Regions from separate parts of the Oryctolagus cuniculus genome. Here region 1 is linked to region 2. The links are chromatin contacts, called in public Hi-C maps. All regions are on one chromosome and are shown on one strand. Each heading gives the region's core, a stretch centred on a gene start, on an enhancer-like site or on the middle of the called end of the contact. The rest is flanking DNA. Distances are from core to core; before and after follow the strand shown. Region 1 overlaps TMOD2 (tropomodulin 2). Region 2 holds the start of SCG3 (secretogranin III).

What was found. A called contact is a pair of places that touch in the nucleus more often than the background predicts.
Region 1: a Hi-C map of skin fibroblasts shows a contact between it and region 2, with 2.2 times the contacts expected there. The contact joins the enhancer-like site here to the promoter of SCG3 in region 2. A contact is called at or near these places in 2 of 6 Hi-C or Micro-C datasets (embryonic fibroblasts and skin fibroblasts).

Annotation. Positions count from the first base shown.
Region 1 is chr12:74,478,227-74,483,376 of mOryCun1.1, reverse strand. It overlaps TMOD2 (tropomodulin 2), which reads right to left. Exons shown (of 10, transcript XM_002717767.5): 2 at 821-1,014. The coding sequence starts at 946. Among named protein-coding and RNA genes, the nearest start is that of TMOD2, 15 kb to the right of the region's middle. Within about 2 kb of position 1,371, at least 1 of the 8 cell types and tissues checked has an H3K27ac peak or open chromatin away from gene starts, as enhancers often do.
Region 2 is chr12:74,378,804-74,383,955 of mOryCun1.1, reverse strand. SCG3 (secretogranin III) reads right to left here and starts at 2,474. Exons shown (of 12, transcript XM_002717780.5): 1 at 2,084-2,474; 2 at 1,426-1,478; 3 at 893-938; 4 at 586-801. The coding sequence starts at 2,174.

The DNA.
Region 1 (5,150 bases), core at 122-2,621, 100 kb before region 2:
TGGCATCCCATATTAGTGCTGGTTCATGTCTCGGCTGCTCCACTTTTGATCTAGCTCTCTGCTAATGGCCTGGGAAAGCTTAGCAGAAATGGGCCAAGAGTTTGGGGAGACCCAGACGAGGCTCCTGGTTTCAGCTTGGCCCAGCGCTAGCTGTTGCAGCCATTTGGGGAGTGAACCAGTGGATAGAAGATTCTCTCTCTCTGAAACTCTTTCAACTAAATAAATAAACAAAGCTTTTTTAAAAAAAGAAAAGATTACTATTATAAGGGCTGAAGAAAGGGCATGCTCAACAAATCAGTGGTATAGCTTTTCAAAAGCGCATACAAATATTAGAAGCCCCACTTATATTCACTTGATGCTATGACTATGGTCATTCTTCTATCCTTTATTGTAGGATAGATTTTGAATTATGGATGCATTTGGAAGTCTGCATTTGGGGGTAAAGAGCTGGTTTAAACCTATCTCTGACGTCTGGCCTGGGATCTTATGTGTACTACGGCTCCAGTCTCTCTCCTCATTTATAAGGAGGGGATGAGGGTGCTCACCTCAAGGGCGTCTGCACCCAGCACTCATGACTCACAGCACTCCGGTGCCTCCTCTTCCCTTCTTTTCCCCTGAGTTTGAAGTCCGACTAGCCCGTCCTCAGAAAGTGGCTTTGCGGTCACTTGCGCATTTGGAAAAGTCAGTGACTCAGACCCAATTAGGAGGACACAGAATTTGCACTTGGAGCTAAAGGATTTCCACTGTTGCTGAAGGACCAGGGCCTGCCATTGATCCCACGCTCTCATTAACCGCTCTGCTCTGGTTCCGTGTCACTCACCTCGGGATCTAGGTCATCGAGAACATTTTCCAACTGTTTCAGCTCCTCCTCTGAGAGTTTGCCAAGCAGCTCATCTTCATCGATGTTCTTGTATTTCTCCAGCTCTTTCTGAAAGGGCAGGGCCATGGCTTCCGGACGCCCTTCTCATGGGCCGTGCACGTGTCAGCGGGCCAGCTCCCTGAGACCTCAGAACACTGCCAAGAAAAAAGAAACACTGGCATCTTCCTTCTGTGACCGGGACAGCATGCTGTCAGTGAAATCACTTAACCGCAAGGTAGGATTATTGCCGTTTTCACAGCAACGTGACAGCTTTCATATGTGCATGTCACGTCACTCGTTTCGATCGTTACAACCACCCTGTGAGGAAGCCTGGGCAAGTGTTATCACTCCTGTCAGCAGATGACGATGCCGAGATGAAGGTGGCTGGCGGCCACAGGGCTGGGAGGTCCCCAGTGGAGTGAGTGCTTCCCCATCACTTTACTCTGCCTCCCCCAGCTTTCTGTAGACAAACACTGGAGAACAAGGCACTCATTGAAAGTCAGTTGTAAGAAGCACGCTTGTGCCCTTTCAGGGAGAGAGTGATGTGAAGAATGCAAAATGCGATCCATTCAGGAGAGAGCGAGTTTGGAGTGTGTGTGAGAAAGCATTGTCCAGTGCTTCCCCTGCCTTTAAACTAAGAAAGATTCTCAATCCTGGCCACGCCACCCCTTGTTCTACTTCTCTTTCCTTCATCTTCCGTTCTATCTCTATTTCTATTCCCATTCTACATTTTAAATTATTTATTTATTTGAGAGGCAGAGAGACAGGGAGAGAACTTCATCTGCTAGTTCACTTCCCAAATAACCCTAACAGCTGGGGCTGGGCCAGGCTAGTCCAATCTGGGCCTCCCATGTGGGTGAGAAGGACCTATATAAGCCATCACCTGCTGCTTCCCGGGGCGCTATTCTGTGGGATGCTAGGATCCGGAGAGGAGCTGGGGCTTGAACCCAGGTACTCTGACACGCGATGTCAGTGTCCCAAGTGGCATCTTCACTCCTACACTGAATGTCTGCCCCCATCTCTTGTTGTTTCATTTGCTATCCTCCCTACTTCTTTTCCCTTACCCCTTAGGTCATTTTCACTTCAACTCCCTCTTTTTTATACCACCTCACTCTTAAACTTTCACTCAAAGGGAAGTTTTTACTCAATACCTTCCTCCCTGCAGAGGATTTTACAGATCGTCACTAGAAAGACAATACTGCATTCAGGAAAACAGTAATGTGCCTGAGTGACTGTCCTCTTAGGAAATATTAACATCGGTCAGATCTTTCACGGCAATCAACCGTCTGCTCTACACCCACTTTCCAGGCATAGTTCTAGAAAACAGGAACACAAGGATAAACAAGACATGGCCCCTTCTCCCAAGGAGACACAGTTAACTGTGACAGACTCACAAACAGCAGGTAAGTGCTAGAGGTAAGTTACAATGTTGGCTTAAAACACATGAGCGGGCCGGCATTTGGTGCAGCAGTCTTAAGATGCTGGAATCCTATGTCAGAGAGCCTGGCTCAGGTCCCAGCTACTCTGTTTCTGATCCAGCTTCCTGCTAATGTGCGCCCTGGGATAGTGCAGGTAATAACCTAAGTACTTGGGTTCCTGCCACCCACATAGGAGTCCCAGGTTGAGTTCTGGGCTCCTGGCTTCAGCCTGGAATGCTGTAGGCATTTGGGGCACTGATCAGCAAATGGGAGATCCCAGCACCCCTAACTCCTCTACCATTCAAGCAAAATTTTTTTAAAGATTTTATTTAATTGAAAGAGTTACAGAGAGAGGTAGAAACGGAGAGAGGTCTTCCATCCGCTGGTTCACTCCTCAGATGGCCGCAACGGCCGGAGTTGCACTGATCCGAAGCCAGGAGCCAGGAACTTCTTCCAGGTCTCCCATGTGGGTGCAGGGGCCCAAGGACTTGGGCCATCTTCCACCGCTTTCCCAGTCCATAGCAGAGAGCTGGATCAGAAGAGGAGCAGCTGGGACTTGAACCAACGCCCATATAGGATGCTGGCATTGCAGGCCAGGGTGTTAACCATCTACGCCACAGTGCCGGCCCCATCAAATAAATTTTTGTTAATGGGAAATCAAACCACATGATGGACTCATTACTAGATAAAGTTGGGGGAGGGGGGTTGAAGGAAACTGTGAGAAAGAGGTTGTGTCTGAGCCTTGAAGGAAGCAGTCATGAGGTGGACATGAGTGTACAGGGGCCATTCTAGAAGAACAGCATGAATGGAGGTATGAAAGTACATGACATTGGCGTGTGGCTGGAGGAGAGGGCCCATGGGGAGGGAGAGGAAAGAACCAAGACAAAGATGGGGCATGGGTGCAGAATGGGAATTCATTCTGTTGGGCCTGCAAAGTCACCACAACTTGTAAATGGGAGATGTTTTGTGTAAGGCACGCAGACGGAAAGACCGAACACTGAGCAGTGAGGGGAGAGACAGGCTGCAGGTGGGCCGTGCAGGGACAGAGAATGTCACTCCCATCCCTTAGTAATCCAAGTACTCAGAATGGTCAGGCTGTGGCTTCCTAGTTAGTTTAGTCTCTTCACATGCAATGCAATTCTTTCTCATTCATAAGCCCTCCTTTTAAATTTCAGTTGCTGTATTCCAATAGAAACCAAACAAGCACAAGTCCTACTAACATCAGGGGAGCACATATCATGTTCTGGCCCCAGCTACCACTAATTATTGTGTGACACTGGACAAGGATCTCATCAACCCAGCACTTAACCATCAAATGAACAAGGTGAAATACCAGCATTAATGGTGTCTAAGGTGACTGCATTGAACATTCTGAAACTGAGATGTGGCTTACAATCCAGCAACAAGGCAAGATGCATTTGCCAGTGCCTGGATACACATAAACATTAGGAGCATCGTCTTTAAAATTCACAGAATAGGTGCTGGCAAGCTACAAGGAAACCTCAGGGCCAACAGCTGGATGCGCTTTTTTTTTTTCCGTAAGATTTATTTATTTATTTGAAAGTCAGAGTTACCGAGAAGGAGAGGCAGAAGTGGAGGCAGAGAGAGAGAGAGAGAGAGGGAGAGAGACTCAATCTTCCATCTACTGGTTCACTCTTCAAATGGCTGCAAAAGCCAGGCCAGAGCTAGGAGCCAAGAGCTTCTTCCAGGTCTCCCACATGAATACAGGGGCCCAAACACTTGGGCCATCCTTTGCTGCTTTCCCATGTGCATTAACAGGGAGCTGGATTGGAAGAGGAGCAGCCAGGACTTGAACTGGTACCCATTTGGGAAGCTGGTGCTGCAGGTGACAGCTTTATCTGCTATGCCACAGCACTGGCCCCTGAATGCTCTTTCTAAGCCCAGGAAGAAAACCACTGTGGGGAGGTGGCGATGCAGGTGTGAGGAGCAGCACTCCCAAAGGAAGGTCCACAACAGAGTAGTTCCACATAATTTCAGAGTAGGCTGAGGTGCCCACAACCAACGGCTTTCAGCTCTTTTCAAGATTGTTATACCAATCAACCCAAATTTTTATTTTAACTCAATTAACCCTTAGTGGCACAGGGGATATACTTAGTGGGGGACAAAACAGATATTGTCTATGAGTCAAAAAGTGACTTAAGGCCGGCGCCGCGGCTCACTAGGCTAATCCTCCGCCTTGCGGCACCGGCACACCGGGTTCTAGTCCCGGTCGGGGCGCCGGATTCTGTCCCGGTTGCCCCTCTTCCAGGCCAGCCCTCTGCTGTGGCCAGGGAGTGCAGTGGAGGATGGCCCAAGTGCTTGGGCCCTGCACCCCATGGGAGACCAGGAAAAGCACCTGGCTCCTGGCTCCTGGCTCCTGCCATCGGATCAGTGCGGTGCGCCGGCCGCAGCGCGCCGGCCGCGGCGGCCATTGGAGGGTGAACCAATGGCAAAGGAAGACCTTTCTCTCTGTCTCTCTCTCTCACTGTCCACTCTGCCTGTCAAAAAAAAAAAAAAAAAAAAGTGACTTAAAAAATTGGGCTACTGGGGCTGGCACAGTGGTGCAGCTGGTAAAGCCACTGCCTATGACACTATCATCACATAAAGGCACCAGCTCGAGACCCAGCTGCTCTACTTCCAATCCAGCTCCCTGTTAATGTGCCTGGGAAAGCAGCAGAGGATGCCTCAAGTCCTTGGGCCCCTGCATCCACATGGGAGACCTGGAAGAAGCTCCTGGATCCTGGCTTTGGACCAGCCCAGCTCCACCCATTGAAGCCATTTGGGGAGTGAACCAGAGAATATAAGAACTCTGTCTCTGTCTCTCTTTCTGTAATTCTGCCTTTCTTTCTTTCTTTTTTTTTTTTAAAGATTTA
Region 2 (5,152 bases), core at 1,225-3,724:
GTGGACAGAGACCATGAATTTAATCTTGGACATGTTAAGTATGAGGTGCTTCTGAGACTTCCAAAGGAAGATATTAAGTAGGTAGAAAGATAAATAGGTCTGTAGCTCAGAGAAATCCGGGCTAGTGATATGGGACATCAGGACATAGATGGAAACTGAAGTCACAGAAAAGTCAGGACAACCTAAAAGGAAAAGGATATGACCAGGAGAATATTGAAAAGCAAATAATAGATATTTCGTCTTTAGGGGGTATTTTATTGATCTAATCATTTGAGAGTTAGAAATTTTTGTACTAATTATTAAAATATATTTAAATGTTAAAATGCATCCAATAAGACAAACTATAAGTAGCAGGTTAAAACTTTTTTTTCAAAACATCAGTAAAGCAACCTTTAAAGGGAAAATAACATTTGGGACTCTGTAAAGCTGGGGCTTTGCTCATTAAATTCAGGCTTTATTTCAGTTTTGGAAATGGACAAAAAAAGACTGAATGTGCAGAGATATTTTTTAAACACAGGACTCTCTCTTAACCATTAATGGAAAATTAGAGAAAATAGGTAGAAAATTTCTTTATCTCTCACTTACCTTGAAATTTCTGATCCAATCCACTCTTGGTAGAATCATAATCATCAATCAGTCTTCGATTCTTGGTTGAATCAACATCTTCCACATTCAGTTTATTATCAAATGGGGAGCTTCTTATGGGTTGTCTTTCCTTCTCATTTTTTTCCTTTTCTGTTATTGCTTTTAGTAGGTTCAAGTTATCCACAAAAGAATAATTGCTTTCACCTGGCTTGTTCTCTGGAAGAGCCCCAAGCACAACACAGCCCTTTTAGATAAGATTCTCACAGCTTACATTGTTTAAATTAATATCAATATGACTTCTTTTTACCTGGAAGGTTTGCTTTTTTAATCTTGTCTGCTTCTGCTTCAGCAATCTGTGAAACAAACAGGACCTGGTTTTAAGTCATTGTTCCACCATTTACCAAGTATGAGAACCAAACGTTTTCATCTCTGTGGAATTTTATCTCTCTTTTTTGTAAAAAATAGATCATTCCTGTTTCAAAGCTTTGTTAAAAAGGATTAAATGAGATAAAGATCAGAGCTCTATAAACGTGAATTTCTTTCTTCTATAATATTGGTGAACAATGACTCTCTGGAAAATTAAGCAGTCTTACAATAGAGTGGATATGGTGTTGAGCTTTTTGAGTTATTGATCAGCTCTATATTTTATACAGTACTTGGTATACATAACGGTTAGGGCACAGAATTACCAAAACTAGATTTGCCACTCTAATTTCTGCCAATTTACTATTAAGCTGCTGAGTCCATAAATTCCAATTGCTTAAAATACTACAGTATAATTACATTAAATAATAACTAAAGCAAAATAAAATGGCATTTATAGTTTTGCTTTTGACCTACCTGTTCATTCAAAGGTCTTTCTGCACTTAGTTCTCTATTATGTAAAGATTTATCTAGAATAAACACACACAAATATAAATTTAATACTGCACTGGACAAAACGTCTCTTAGAAAATCTTCAAAAGAAAAGAAAAAATATTAGGAAAGTATTTTTATGAGACAAAGTATATATTAACAAAGATGATCAAGATTATACAATACCAATGATTATCAATGTCGCCTTGCTTTTCGTATTTTCCTGACTTAACAGAATCTAACAGACAGTTCTAACACTTGGCTTACCAGTTCTTCTCAACTATAGGGAGAACATAATTTGGCGTGATGTTATTGGCACAGTAGGTGTTCTTACATCATCTGCTGCACATATTATGAATAGAATATCTAAAAAAGATGGTAAGACAACTAGAAGAAAAATCCAAGCCGCTTTAGGTGGAAAAACTCTTTAAAAACTGAGATTTTATAAACAATCCACGTTATCATTCGATCATTTGAAAAGTGAGGGGGAAAAAATCCGTCTTCTGCCTCTAAATTCAAATCGATTTCTCTGTCAATATGCACGGCTATGATTTGACCAGAAAACGAGGCAAGGAGATTTACAACCAAGCTCTCCCTTCCGCGGCGAAATAACGGGTGGCTGGGAAGAAAAGTGTCCGCCTACCTTGGCCGCCTCCCGGTTTGGGGAAAGCCTCAATCGGGCTGCTGTGGAGCACCAACACCAGAATCCAAGTGCCGGTCCAAAAGAACCCCATTCTCTCACGCTCAGCTTCAGAAACCGCCTGGCGCCAGGCTCCGCGAGCTGTAGCTTTTGTTATGAATGAAAAGGAGGAGTAAAAAACAGGAAGAAGCAGAAGGGCGGGTGCGGGGAGGAAGAGTGACGGCCAATGGAGCTCGGCGCCGCTGCGGAGGGCCGCGGGCGCGCGCCAGCCCTGCCAGCAGGTGGAAGGCGAGCGCTGTCCGCCCCGCGGGTGCTGAAGTTCCTGTGACGCGCAGCCAGCCGCGCGGCTGCTAGGGCACAGCTCTACCTTCGCTGGGCCCTGGAGAGGAAGTGAGGAGGGGAGCGCATGCTCCATGCAAGCCAGAGGCGGGACGGGATGGCGTCAGCGACTGCTCTGCTACTCCGATACCCGGGGAAGAGACGGGGGAGGAGCGACGGGTCGGGAGCGTGTTCTCCTGCCGCAGTCCTGGGGGTGCTCCTGCACCCGGGGTCCGCCGCGTTGCCGTAAACCTGACTTCGTTGTCGTAACCTACCAATTGACCTTTACCGCAGGGTCCGAATGTCTTCTCGGCCCGTACACCTGTTCGGGAGAGTTAGTTAACCTTGTGCAAAGAGTTCTGCTTTGGGATTCTTCTGCTATATTTGCTCCGGAATCCCTTCTTTCCACTCCACCTCCTGTACTCAAAAGGTAGACATGTTCCCGTTATCCTTGGAAAGGCCCTGCCTTTTGTGATTTGTGTTGATATACCAAGCACCTCTTGATGCTCTCGCAGACGTCGCAGCTCTTAGGAGTTATTTGAATTGGGAAATTCAAGGAACATTTTTTCCAGAGTCAAATTGCTGCAACACACTCTCCCTCTCCTCATGCTGAAACAGAACAAAAAATCGTTGCCTGTTCCCGTAACCGTGAGTATTCTCATCAGTCCTGTGTAGATGACCAGCAAGGGCTGGTTTCATTCTAAGCTTATCCTTTCCCCCACAAAGTGAAAAACTCTCCCTTCACACACACACGCGCTGCACTTCAGTAACATTCTTCCCCAGGATTCAATTATGCCTGAGGACCAGGCTCTTCCAGGGGTCGTTCAAGAGAGGGCAGAGTGATGAAAAGCATTTTTTCATCATAACTAAATCTAGGAGATGCTTCTTATATTCTAAGCATTTTCCCGGAAGTCTAAGGTTATTGCAGACAAAGAGCCATCAAAAGATTTTTAAGTGATGAATACAAAAAACACTAATGTGAGCAGGATGCTGAGTGAACTCTGGTTTTCAAACAGAGCTTGGACCCTTTCCCCTGGACTGCGGCATGCCGGGAACTACTCTGAATAATGACCGAAGAGAAGGGTTCAGCACAATCAGTCCTTTGATTTCTACACCCCTCCTTTTCAAGGAGCAAGTGAGTTATTCAAGTACCTAAAAACAAACAAACAACCAAGCTGACAAACACAGCTCCCTCATTTTGGAGGTTTTGGGGTTTGGAAGTCACTCAAATACTTCCTTTAAGAATCTAAGAGTACTTCTAACAGCTACTTCAAAACGAGTGGCTCTTTCTTGGCAGTGGTAGCATAACTTTATTATCCCAGTAAACTGCATTTAAAAAAATTAAGTCATCTTTTAAAAGCCCAGCTGAATGAAGGATACATTTCCTTGGATTCCTCTTTAAAACAGAGAGGGCAGGCTCTGTTTATACCGTGCTATTACGGTGGAGATCAAAAGAGTACTTGTTTTAAACAAGTCATTTTGATGCCAAGTGTATTCTGACGTAGCCTAAAAAACAAAGTCACGAAATTTGTACAGCCTTAAAGAAATATTTCCCAATATTATATAAAATAGCCACCCACTGATCCCAAGATTCATTCTCACTGACATAATCCCTCAGCCTCATCTGATCCGTTGTCCCATTCTGGACTCCTCTCCTCATTATATGTTTGTAGTTGGGAGAAGCTCAGGGTGGGGAATGAAGGTATGGGATGGCTATTGAATATACTGAATTGCCTGCCTAAGAGAAAAAAGGTATCTTAACTTTCTCTGCCATTCGGTCTCAAAGTGATTGTGCTAAATAATGCTAGATCTAGGAACATATTATGGGGATTATGGAGCACCAGTAAACTGTAAGCCATGAATTAGTTGACGTTCTTAAGTTTTATGGATGATCCGAGTAGACTTGCTTATAGGTGGAATGGAGTGATCTGAGATTTTTTTGTATACACATTCATTTAGCAGATGTTTATTGAGCACTTGGAATGCACCAAGAATTGACATTGTTGCTGGATTCAAAGATAAAACACTTTATAGCTTCATGGAGAAAAAAAAGACTGTGAAGCCGGCGCCGCGGCTCACTAGGCTAATCCTCCGCCTAGCGGCGCCGGCACACCGGGTTCTAGTCCCAGTCGGGGCGCCGGATTCTTTCCTGGTTGCCCCTCTTCCAGGCCAGCTCTCTGCTGTGGCCAGGGAGTGCAGTGGAGGATGGCCCAGGTGCTTGGGCCCTGCACCCCATGGGAGACCAGGATAAGCACCTGGCTCCTGGCTTCGGATCAGCGCAGTGCGCTGGCCGCAGTGCGCCAGCCGCGGTGGTCATTGGAGGGTGAACCAAAGGCAAAAGGAAGACCTTTCCCTCTGTCTCTCTCTCACACTATCCACTCTACCTGTCCAAAAAAAAAAAAAGGACTGTGATTATAGTAGCAACAACTATTGAGTTTCATGTGCAATGCACTGTCCTCATTTGCATATAAATGAACAAATAAACACGAGCGCGTTATTGGTTCCTTTTGTACGTGCAAAGTTCAGGTGGAGTACAAATAATGGAATGGAAAGATTTCAAAAAGATGATGGCTCTTTTGTTAATAGCAAGATTAGAAAGCTTTGTTAATGGGTACTAAGTTGCAGTTAGATGGGATAAAGAAGTTCTGGTGTTTTATTTCACAATGATAGTCTATTGATAATGATAATTTACTATACATTTTTCTTTTCAAAAGCTAGAAGAAATTATTTTAAATGATTTCACCATAAAGAAAC